Regions from separate parts of the Mus musculus genome. Here region 1 is linked to region 2. Evidence: chromatin contacts called from public HiChIP or PLAC-seq data. All regions are on one chromosome and are shown on one strand. The core of a region is the stretch at or near the end of the contact, and the rest is flanking DNA. Distances in the headings are between cores, read along the strand shown. Region 1 has its middle 52 kb from the start of Tln2. Region 2 overlaps Tln2 (talin 2).

What was found. HiChIP or PLAC-seq counts read pairs in DNA pulled down with a chosen protein or histone mark.
Region 1: a contact with region 2 is called in an H3K27ac HiChIP or PLAC-seq map of embryonic fibroblasts, with 3 times the contacts expected there. The contact joins two enhancer-like sites. A contact is called at or near these places in 1 of 15 datasets of contacts at CTCF or cohesin (the NIH/3T3 cell line), 8 of 484 Hi-C or Micro-C datasets (the G1E-ER4 cell line, cerebellum, embryonic fibroblasts and 4 more), 6 of 115 datasets of contacts at active chromatin or transcription factors (embryonic fibroblasts, embryonic stem cells, epiblast stem cells and 2 more) and 1 of 9 other capture datasets (embryonic stem cells).

What each region holds. Positions count from the first base shown.
Region 1 is chr9:67,609,025-67,613,594 of GRCm38.p6, forward strand. It overlaps a transcript of Tln2 not described here. Among named protein-coding and RNA genes, the nearest start is that of Tln2, 52 kb to the left of the region's middle. Within about 2 kb of position 2,942, at least 36 of the 459 cell types and tissues checked have an H3K27ac peak or open chromatin away from gene starts, as enhancers often do. A contact at or near this core is called in embryonic fibroblasts, where this site is marked.
Region 2 is chr9:67,317,809-67,322,837 of GRCm38.p6, forward strand. It overlaps Tln2 (talin 2), which reads right to left. Exons shown (of 58, transcript NM_001081242.2): 29 at 4,031-4,150; 30 at 1,509-1,706; 31 at 375-514. Among named protein-coding and RNA genes, the nearest start is that of Mir190a, 84 kb to the left of the region's middle. Within about 2 kb of position 1,288, at least 13 of the 459 cell types and tissues checked have an H3K27ac peak or open chromatin away from gene starts, as enhancers often do. A contact at or near this core is called in embryonic fibroblasts, where this site is marked.

The DNA of each region.
Region 1 (4,570 bases), core at 1,692-4,191, 290 kb after region 2:
GATGTCTCCCATGTCCCTGGCACTGTGTGGCCCAGGCAGCAAGCCTTAGTTTCAGGCAAGAAATGGGACACTTACAATTGAGTATTAATAAATGCTTGAGACTAGGAGTGTTTGGGATTTTTGTAACACTTAGAACAAATCAAAACAAAATGTATTTTCAGATACACCTTCTACTGGTGGACTATCGTGATTTTATACTTACATATTTTGGGTTTGTTCTTTTTTTTTTTTTTTTTTTAATGTTTTGTTTGTTTTTCAAAACAGAGTCTATGTAGTCCTGGCTATCCTGGAACTTGGAGGCTGGCCTCCAACTCAAGGAGATCCTCCTATGTCTGACTCACTATGGCATTAAAAGTGTGTGCCACCACGCCCAACCTTCATACCCAAATTTTAACTGTGATTTGTCACACAGGGTCAAGTGTGGAATTTTCCACTGGTAATGCCCAGTCAGCTTCAGAATGCTTTGGATTTGAGGCTGAAGGTAAAATGCTTGCTATGCAAGAATGAAGACCTGAGTTCAGTCCCCAGGATCCAGACATGGTGGTATGTACTTATTACCCCAGCTCTGGGGATCTGGAGATATGGAGATCCTTAGGGCTTGATGACCAACCAGCCTCTCCTACTTGGTGAGTTCCAGGCCTGTCTCAAAACATGAGTGGAGGCCAGGGAGATGGCTCAGAGATTAAGAGCACTTGCTGATCCTGCAGAGGAACCAAGTTCTGTTCCCAGAACTCACACTGGGCAGTTTATAACCAGTCTACTCCAGCCCTAAGGGATCTAAGCTTCTAGGACCACCCTCCCAGAAGTGACCCCATCTACAATGGGCTGGGCTCCTCCTCCATCAATCCCTCATTAAGAAAATGCCCTACAGGCTTGCCTATAGCTGGATCTTATGGAGGCATTTTCTCAATTAAGGTTCCCTCCTCTGGGGTGGCTCTAACTTGAGTCAGGTGGACATAAAATTAGCCAGCACAAAGGGATAGTCTGGTTAGGTTGACTGGATGGAAAGACCCAAAGGATTCACTTGGAAAACAGGGAAAGAATGTGGTAACTGTGCCATAAAGAGTAGGGGCAGGTGGGTGGAGGCAGGTGGGTGGAGGCAGGTGTGTAGGGGCAGGTGGGTAGGGGCAGATAGGCAGAAGCAGGTGAGTAGAGGCAGGTAGGGAGGGCCAGGTGGGTAGAGGCAAGTGGGTAGGGGCAGGCTTGTTTAGTGAGGGCAGCAGAGCAGAAGGCAGTCCTTAGGAACAGCATCAACACTAGAGTCACCCAGGCCAGGGCCCATCCATCACCTCCTAGGCACTCAGCCGTTCCTTCTTTCCTAGAAGCCAAGGGGGCTCACTCTATAGAACAAGCTTGGCTTTCAATTAGAAAGTGGGCTGAGGGCTAGAAAGATGCCCAATGGCTAAGAACAGGTACTGCTCTTACAGAGGACCTGAACCTGATTCTTTCCACCCATGATGGTTGGCTCACAACCGCCTGTAACTCCAGCTCCGCACCTTCGGGCTGTGAATGTAAGGTATATATACAAGAAATGAATTTGGGGTCCCCAAAACTCCTGGACCCAAGCATTTTGGTTAAGTTAATACTCACATTGTAACTGGTTTCTTGAGTGGCAACTGTGACAACTGTTGCCTGGGTGAGGTAGTGTGAGATACATGGAAAGCAACAGAAGTATCCAATGCCCATGGCTAGTCTCTCTCTCCCTCCCTCCCTCTTTCACACATACACACTTAAACAGAAAGAGTGTAAACTGAGCTTTATACTCTATATTTTTTATGCCCCGATTTTTTTAAAAGAACCCAGGGAATACCAGGTCCATCCTGTTTCTCAACTGGGGTGACTGCCCCTTCCATAGCGCACACCCAGCAAGGTCTAGAGATACTCCAGCCATGCTCACAGCTGGGGAAACGGTGAGAATGCTATCTAGATGGTAGATTCTACAGCCCATAATGCACAGGGCAGCCCTTCCCCAATGCCAACGCCAAATGTGAACTGTGCTAAGGTACAGAGCCCTTGGGCTACAGAAAATGGGGGTGGGGGGACACGAGAGAAGGCGTGAGGCAGTGGCCTCAGTCTCAACAATGGAGCAGTCACCTACAGTTGGGCTTGCCTCTGAGTGGGAGAGAAAGCCAGACTAGCCACACTAACAGCCTGGCCATGGTGGGCCTAGCCCAGTTCCATAAGCATGTCACCCTAACATCCTTGCTCACTGCCTCCTCTTGTTACATTCAAGGCCCACATTCCTCAAGTCACCCAGGAAATGAAGGTGTCTCCTCATGGAGCAAGGCCAGGGAGCTTGGCTAAGGGGAGCAAAAGCAGAAAATCTCTCCAAGTAGGCCGTCGGTCCAAATGCCTATGAACAGAGACAGAGTTTGGTAGCATGGAAAGCCCTCAAACAACTCCCACCCCACCCCCATGCAAACACTGCTAATTAACTCGGGGTCCCCAACACTTCCAACTGCACACAGTGTTTCCTCTTTGGTCCACCTCAGTGGTTGCCTTGGAAGCAGCCCTATCACCTCTCACCCAAGGGAGGCCGAGACCCCCAACCAGGCTCACTCAGCCCTCTGTGGGAAGCTATAAATGTTGCTGGTCAGAGTGGTTGGTTAAAAATGCAGATTTAGCAGCTTGGGTACGGTAAAAACAAGCCACAGTTTGGACAGGCACACAGAGGGACTGGGCTAGATGCTTCCAGGTCACACTTGGCCCAGCGGCTTTGGAATCTCAGCCTCTGGAGAGCAAGCACTGTGGTCAAACTCTGTCCCCAACACTCGCCGCAAGCAGAGCTGCCCGAAGAATGTTTGCTGAGACAGAAGAAGAAGTAAATCCCATGAAGCTCCAGAACAAGGCAAAGTGGTAAAAAGCCAGTAAGGGCCAGGCCGGCGGGCTACCAGCCTGCCCTAAGGGGAGGGCTTAACTCCCTATCTGCCCAACCAAAGTTCAAACCTGCCAGCCCACAGAGCCAGGCTCCTGGCTTCCAGGCAAGGTGGGGAGGGGGAAGGTGACCCATGACTGATCAAATCTGCAGTCTTAGACACTCCTTCTTCCCCCCCCCCACCACCACCAATAGAGGCCAGAGGTCAACCTCCATGCTTTCTCAGGTACCTACTTTTCTGTTTGTTTGTTTTGTTTTAAATTTTATGTTATGTATGTTGGTGTTCTGCTTGTGTATTATAAATGTCTGCACACCACTTACATGTCTGGTGACCACAGCGGCCACAAGAGAATGTTGGATCCCCTGGAACTGGAGTTACAGAAGGTTGTGAGTCACCATGTGGCTGGTGGGAATGCAGCCTGAGTCTTCTGGAAGAGCACCAGAAATGCTCTTAGCCACTGAGCCATCTCTCCTGCACCCCCTGTCTAGTTTGGGTTTTGTTTTGTTGGGTTTGTTTGTTTGTTTGTTTGTTTGTTTTTGAGACACTGTCTCTCACTGTAGCCTGGGGCTTGCTGACTACCCTAGGCGCTGGTTGGATAGCAAGACCTAGGGATCCTCCTGCCTCTGCCTCCCCAGAGCTGAGAAGACAAGCATAAAATACTATGTCCAGCTTTTTACCTGGGTCCTTGATTAACATCAGGGCTTCACACTTGCCTGGCAAGAACCCATTGAGCTATTTCTCCCTCCCCTCTCTGTCCTAAGCTAGATCTTAAGATGTCAAGGGCTTCTCCAGGACCCTAGGTAGGGTCTCAGGACAACTACTCCAGAATTAGACAGTGGTTGGTTGTTTTAACAGCTCTAACAGGAGCTGCAATGACTCACTCTAAACGGGGTGATGGTCAGATCTCTCTATTGACAGACAGGGCAGGTTAACTGAGCAACTAGTACAGCAAACAGCAAGAAAAAGGCAAAGGGGTTCCATAGACGGCTAGCAGATTGAGGCCCAGGCCTGGAATGTCAGCAAAATCCAGTAATGTCTCCTTATGCAAAGGCCTTCATACCATTTCAGGAACACACAATTGTCAAAGACAAAACCCAGGCAAGAAGATGCACATCTCAGCGCTGCACTGACAGGTTGCGACCATGAACAGAAGGCTCAGCTCACCCAGAGTCTTAAGTAGATTGCACTGCTGCGATAAACACCATGACCAAAAGCAACCTGACTTATTTGGTTTACATTTCCCCATCCTAATCCTCGGTCCCTAACCACTGAGGGAAGTGCGGGCCAGAATTTGAAGGCAGGAGCTGAAGCAAAGACCATGAAAGAATGTTGCTTTTTGGCTTGCTCAGCCTGCCTTTCTTATACAACTCAGGACCACAGGCCCAGGGTAGCACTGATCACAGTGGGTTCACTCTCACATCAACTGTCAGTCATCAGCACATTGGTCAATGTGATGAAGTGTTTTCTCAATTGAGGGTCCCTCATCCCAGATGACTCTACCTTGTGTCAGACTGACCCAAAAAAAAAAAAAAAAATCCAAGTTTTGGGACACAGTAGTAGTTCAGCCCCTGGCCTCTGTTATGCTGAGGATCTCTGCATTGTGAGAGGATCCTAGAGAAGCCATTTACAGTAACTGTAAATGAAGTCAGAATGAAGGCAAAGAGCTCCTTGAGGAAAAGGAGCTTCCCAGTTTC
Region 2 (5,029 bases), core at 38-2,537:
ATGCATGTACACACACACACACACACACACACACACACACACACACACACCATATTATACATAAGCATAAAAATGGAAAAGGAAAAATTATCATGATGGCTTAAGCCATCATGTTTACAGGTCAGTGCAGCCTAAGAAAGAACTGAAGAGTTCATCTAGAAAGATGGAAGACATTCTTACTGGGCCAAAGATACAGGAATGAGTTAATTTTACAAAATGTCAGAATTCCCATCAGTTTACTCTACGCCTGAGAACAAGACAGGCAGCAAGTCTTTGCTCAGTGAGAAACTGGTAGGATGTTGGGCACACCATTCAAAACAACAGAATCCAGAATGGCTCACACATCCACAAGGCACACCTTGTCCTGCTCTTACCTTGCAGCTGCAGCCAGGAGATTTTTTGCGTTGGGAGCTCCAGGATCTACAGAGAGAGACTTGGCGGCCAGCAGGAGCTTGCTGGACGCCATCGAGATATTCTTCAGGTTCCCTATCACTTGCATCTGGTCTTCTTTTGTCTGCAGAGTCAAAAGGAAACAGTCAGATGGGACTGACCACAGTTTTCCAAGAAGCAGCCAGGGAGCTAGGAGCAAGTCCCCAGGTGGAGGCAGAGACTGTATCGGGGCAGTCAGTCTGCAGACGTGTGACTAGTGTCCACTCGTCCTCAAACAGATGCTCAGAGATGCATGAGGCAGAGAAAGAAGTGCATGTCCAAGAGGGTCAGCCAGGAGTCCTGCTTTCTTGTTCTACGGGAGCGTTGCAGGGCTGGGAGGAGAACAACTGAGCCGCACCAGTACACAGACCGGACAGTGATTCGAGCATCTTGCTTAACAATGCTGGAGTTGTCAAGCATCTTGTACGTCCCAGCCTGGCACAAAGGACAAGCTCTGTGTAGATATTCAAAGCTGACAGCGTCCCAGAAGTTTCAGACTGGGGAAGGACAGAATTCTCACCCAGCTTGCTAACTGATAAATTACCTTTTGTAGAAAATGTAACAACAACAAAAAAAAAACCAAAAAACAAACAAACAAAAAAACCTCACCAAACTACCAAAAAACCAGTCCTGCAATCTGATGCCAGACCAGTCATGTTCCCTAGCTATAAACAAGTAGCTCATCTCTCCATCTGAATGAGGTCATTTTTAATCATTCGGAGGTCCCAGATGTAATTCATTCAAGTTGAGTTCACTAAACCACAAATACACATGCATGTGTGTGTACGTGTTCATGCATTAACTGACCTCAGTTCTGATAAAAATTCTCCTCGCTCCCAACCCCCCATCCCCCAACTCCGGTAAAGGATATAGGCTTTGGTGGTGGATCGTGGGAAAAAGTCACCATCATCACCGGGCATACCAAGCCTGTGAGGTCACAGAATTTCCAAGGCAGTCAAGGAAGGCGCTGCAGGTTGTTTTACAGGATCCTGTTCCCCATCCACCCAGATGCCCCCAGCTGGGTGGTCTACCAGAACAGGGAGACTCAAGTGAGCAGCACAAACCACCTTCCCACCCACCTGTGCCTGGCCAGCCATCTCAATGCCGGCATCCAGGAACTCGTCAAAGTCATCACTGAATTTTCCAGAAGCGGCTGCCAGCTCTCCACTCTGGCCCCTTGTGGCATGGACGACTTCCCCAGCAGATTGGTTCAGATCAGCAGCAGCCTGGTTCAGCTCACTCTGGGCCTCCTGGAAGGGCTTTGTGCTTGGAGGTAGCTAGGAGGACAAAAGGCAATGCCATGGGAAGTTTTACCTCGTGTAAGGGGCGGCGAGGGGGACTGTGGAAGGAACAGTGACTGCCCAGGGCTGTGCTTCTGAGTCACTCAACTAAAAGATGGCAGGTCCAAAAGAAACAAATGCTATCTGCGATGCCTATTACATACAAAGCCATGCTGGCTTATAGGCTCTCAGAATAACAAGTACCTGTGGCTCTTCTTAGCTCTTTTTATCCCTCCCCTTACCCTGAACTTCTCCAGCTCACAACCCCGCCCTCCCCATACCATATAACCCTGCCACTTCAGTCATGTGCTCTACAGGTCTCTCTTTCTCTTCCCCTCTCTCTTTCTTCCTTCCCTCTCTGCATCCTTTGCCCTCACTCTCATCTTCCTCTCTTCCTCCCCACCCCCACTTCCTCTCATGGCTGGGTCAAATCTGTTGGCCATGCTCAGTGTACGACTTTCTCTCCCTGCTCTGAACTCTTCAGATCCCAGTTTGTAATTCCCCTCACATCTACATTAAAAGCCTTCCCTGCAATACCTTGGAGCAGTTATGGCATCAGTTCATACAAGTGGCTCTGCTTAGTGTGAGCCCATGTTAAGCTGGACCCTCCACACATCTCCATCCTTTCATCCATCCATCCATCCATCCATCCATCCATCCATCCATCCATCCACCCACACTTACAGAAAGCACACTCTGTGGACACCAGAGAGCTACCTGTGGTGGAAGCAGCTAGTGTCAAGTCACTGACACTCACTGAGACGGCAGGGCCAGGATTCATGTCCAAGCAACTCAGCTCTGGGATCCATTCCCCACCCTATTTTGTGTCTTTCATGATGGAAACTCTCAGTTTAAGCTTTTTAGAACTAAGAGGTCGATGATGGCCAACTTCAAATCACATTCTTTTTAACAAATGACCATCAATTTTTTTATTAGTCGTCCTTGTAAAAAACGTTTACAAATCTACACACCGAGTGCAGTATTGATTTTAGAATTACAGTCATCAAAGTTGCAGATTTTACTAAGGACCCATATATATTGCTGAACATTTGTTTTTGTTTCTGTTTTCTTGTGTCATCAGCCTACGTAGCTTTTTTTTTTTTTTTTTTGATATTTTCTTTACTTACATTTTGAATGTTATTCCTTTTCCTGGTTTCCCCTCATAAAAACACCTTACCCCTATCCCCTACCCCTGCTCACCAACCACCTACTTCCACTTCCTGGCCCTGGCATTCCCCCACACTGGGGCATAGAGCCTTCATAGGACCAAGGGCCTCTCCTCCCATTGATGACCAACTAGGCCATTCTCTGCTACATATGCAGCTGGAGCCATGAGTCCCACCATGTGTACTCTTTGGTTGGTGGTTTAGTCCCTGGGAGCTCTGGGGGTAATGGTTAATTCATATTGTTGTTCCCACTATGGGGCTGCAAACCCCTTCGGCTCCTTTCTCTGGCTCCTTCCCTGGGATCCCTATGCTCAGTCCAATGGATGACTGTGAGCATCCACTTCTGTATTTGTCAGGCACTGGCAGAGCCTCTCAGGAGACAGCTATATCCTGTCACTGCTGGACATTTGTAACCAGAAGCAGACAGATGAGTGCTAAGCTTCCTTCAATGTGGGGTAGGGAAGAGCCCCAAGGCAAAAACCTTTAAGATCCCGGCTTTCTTAATTAGTGTTGAACACATGCCCCTCTGTTCTCGAACTGCCTGTCACTATCTGTTATGCCCTAAGAAAGAGCTGGATGATCAAAGCCTCTTTTCTGTCCCATTTGGATGACTCAAGAGCAATCACATACTCAAAAAAAGTCAATGTTCAAAGCTCCACGTTGGGAGACAGGGAGATAGCTCAATAGATTAAAAAAAATTACCTTACAAGTATAAAGACTGGAGTTCGATTCCCCCCCAAAAAATCTGGGTGTGGTGGTATACACATGTAGCCCTGTGATGGTAAGATGGGAAGCTCACTGAGCAACCAGCCTTGCCTACCTGATGAAATTACGGGCCACTGAAAGATCCTGCCTCAAAGGAAACTTGGGACATTTGAAGCTGCTCTCTGGCCTCCAGAGGTATGTGTGCACACATATGCATACATGTATCTGCACATACATGTGCACTCATACCAGCAAAAACTACCCCCGACAAGTCCTCACTCACGAACTTTGTTAACCAGAAAGGAAATGGAAAATGGTAGAAAAACCAAGATTCCTATGGGAAAGCCTAGATGCCCAGAGACTCCAAGGAAGGAAAGTCACCCTCTCTCCTTGGGGGTGGGGTGGGGTGCAGGAAGACACCAGGTATCCCCTCCCAGACAAGGTCCTCACCGAATCTACAAGTAGCTTCTTGCTGGCCTCCCCGATGCTCTTCAAGGCGACATCCACATCCTTCTGTCCAGGAAGGCAATTCACGCAGTTATTCAGTGAGTGAGACACAGCTTTGGCCACCTGCATACACATACACAGAGGGAGGAAGACACCTTAAGAAAGCTACTTCCCATGCAAATGCCTTTGCATATTCATTGAGAAAGAGCAGAGCGAATATGCAGAGCTGACACTAATGTGGGAATTATTCACTGGCACCCACCCAACTCTGCTAACTAAATCACCAGGCCTCTGATCTCTGCTACCCTGGTGCTGGGATACTACATGCTGCACATGTCATCTGCTCCCCAAGGCCAGGAGCCACCACAGCTCCGGAACCCAAACACAGAATTCTCTAATATGAGACATGGTCCTAGATCGTAGGCATCTTCTGCAGGGCTCTGCGCAGGTCCCCAAAGTTGACTTTGGAGCAGAGCTAGACTGTAATTGATTCTTCTCAGTGACCCTCTGGTGCTGACACACTTCAAGACCTCACTTTCACAATAGGCAAAGAGGGGACCTCCTGCAGACCTGAAGATGTCCTCAATGCCACCTTGTCCTCACAGGCCTTCAGGAATACTGACTGGGTGGGGGGGTGTTATTTAATCTAAAAGCCTAAAACATCTTTCTAGTTCCATGTCAACAACACTCTCCAGATTGTCCCTAGCCAGTTGGTTCCATTGTCCAGCTGAAGAATCACCTGGAGAGGTTAGGGGAGTCTTTTCAGAACTTTTGGATAACTGGACCTGTATTATATCTTCCTCACCATGCAGACTGGGAAGAGTAGTTTATTGAAGTGGATACAAACCCTAAGCAAGCACGCTATGTCTAGAGTCCCAAGGCAGGCAGAGTTCAAAGCCCTCATGTCATTTGTTGACAATGAATTAAGTAGATGCCACATTAGTGTGGGAAATAGTAGGTAAGACAAAACACTGAGTACCAAGTATGGTCAGTCAGTCTTGC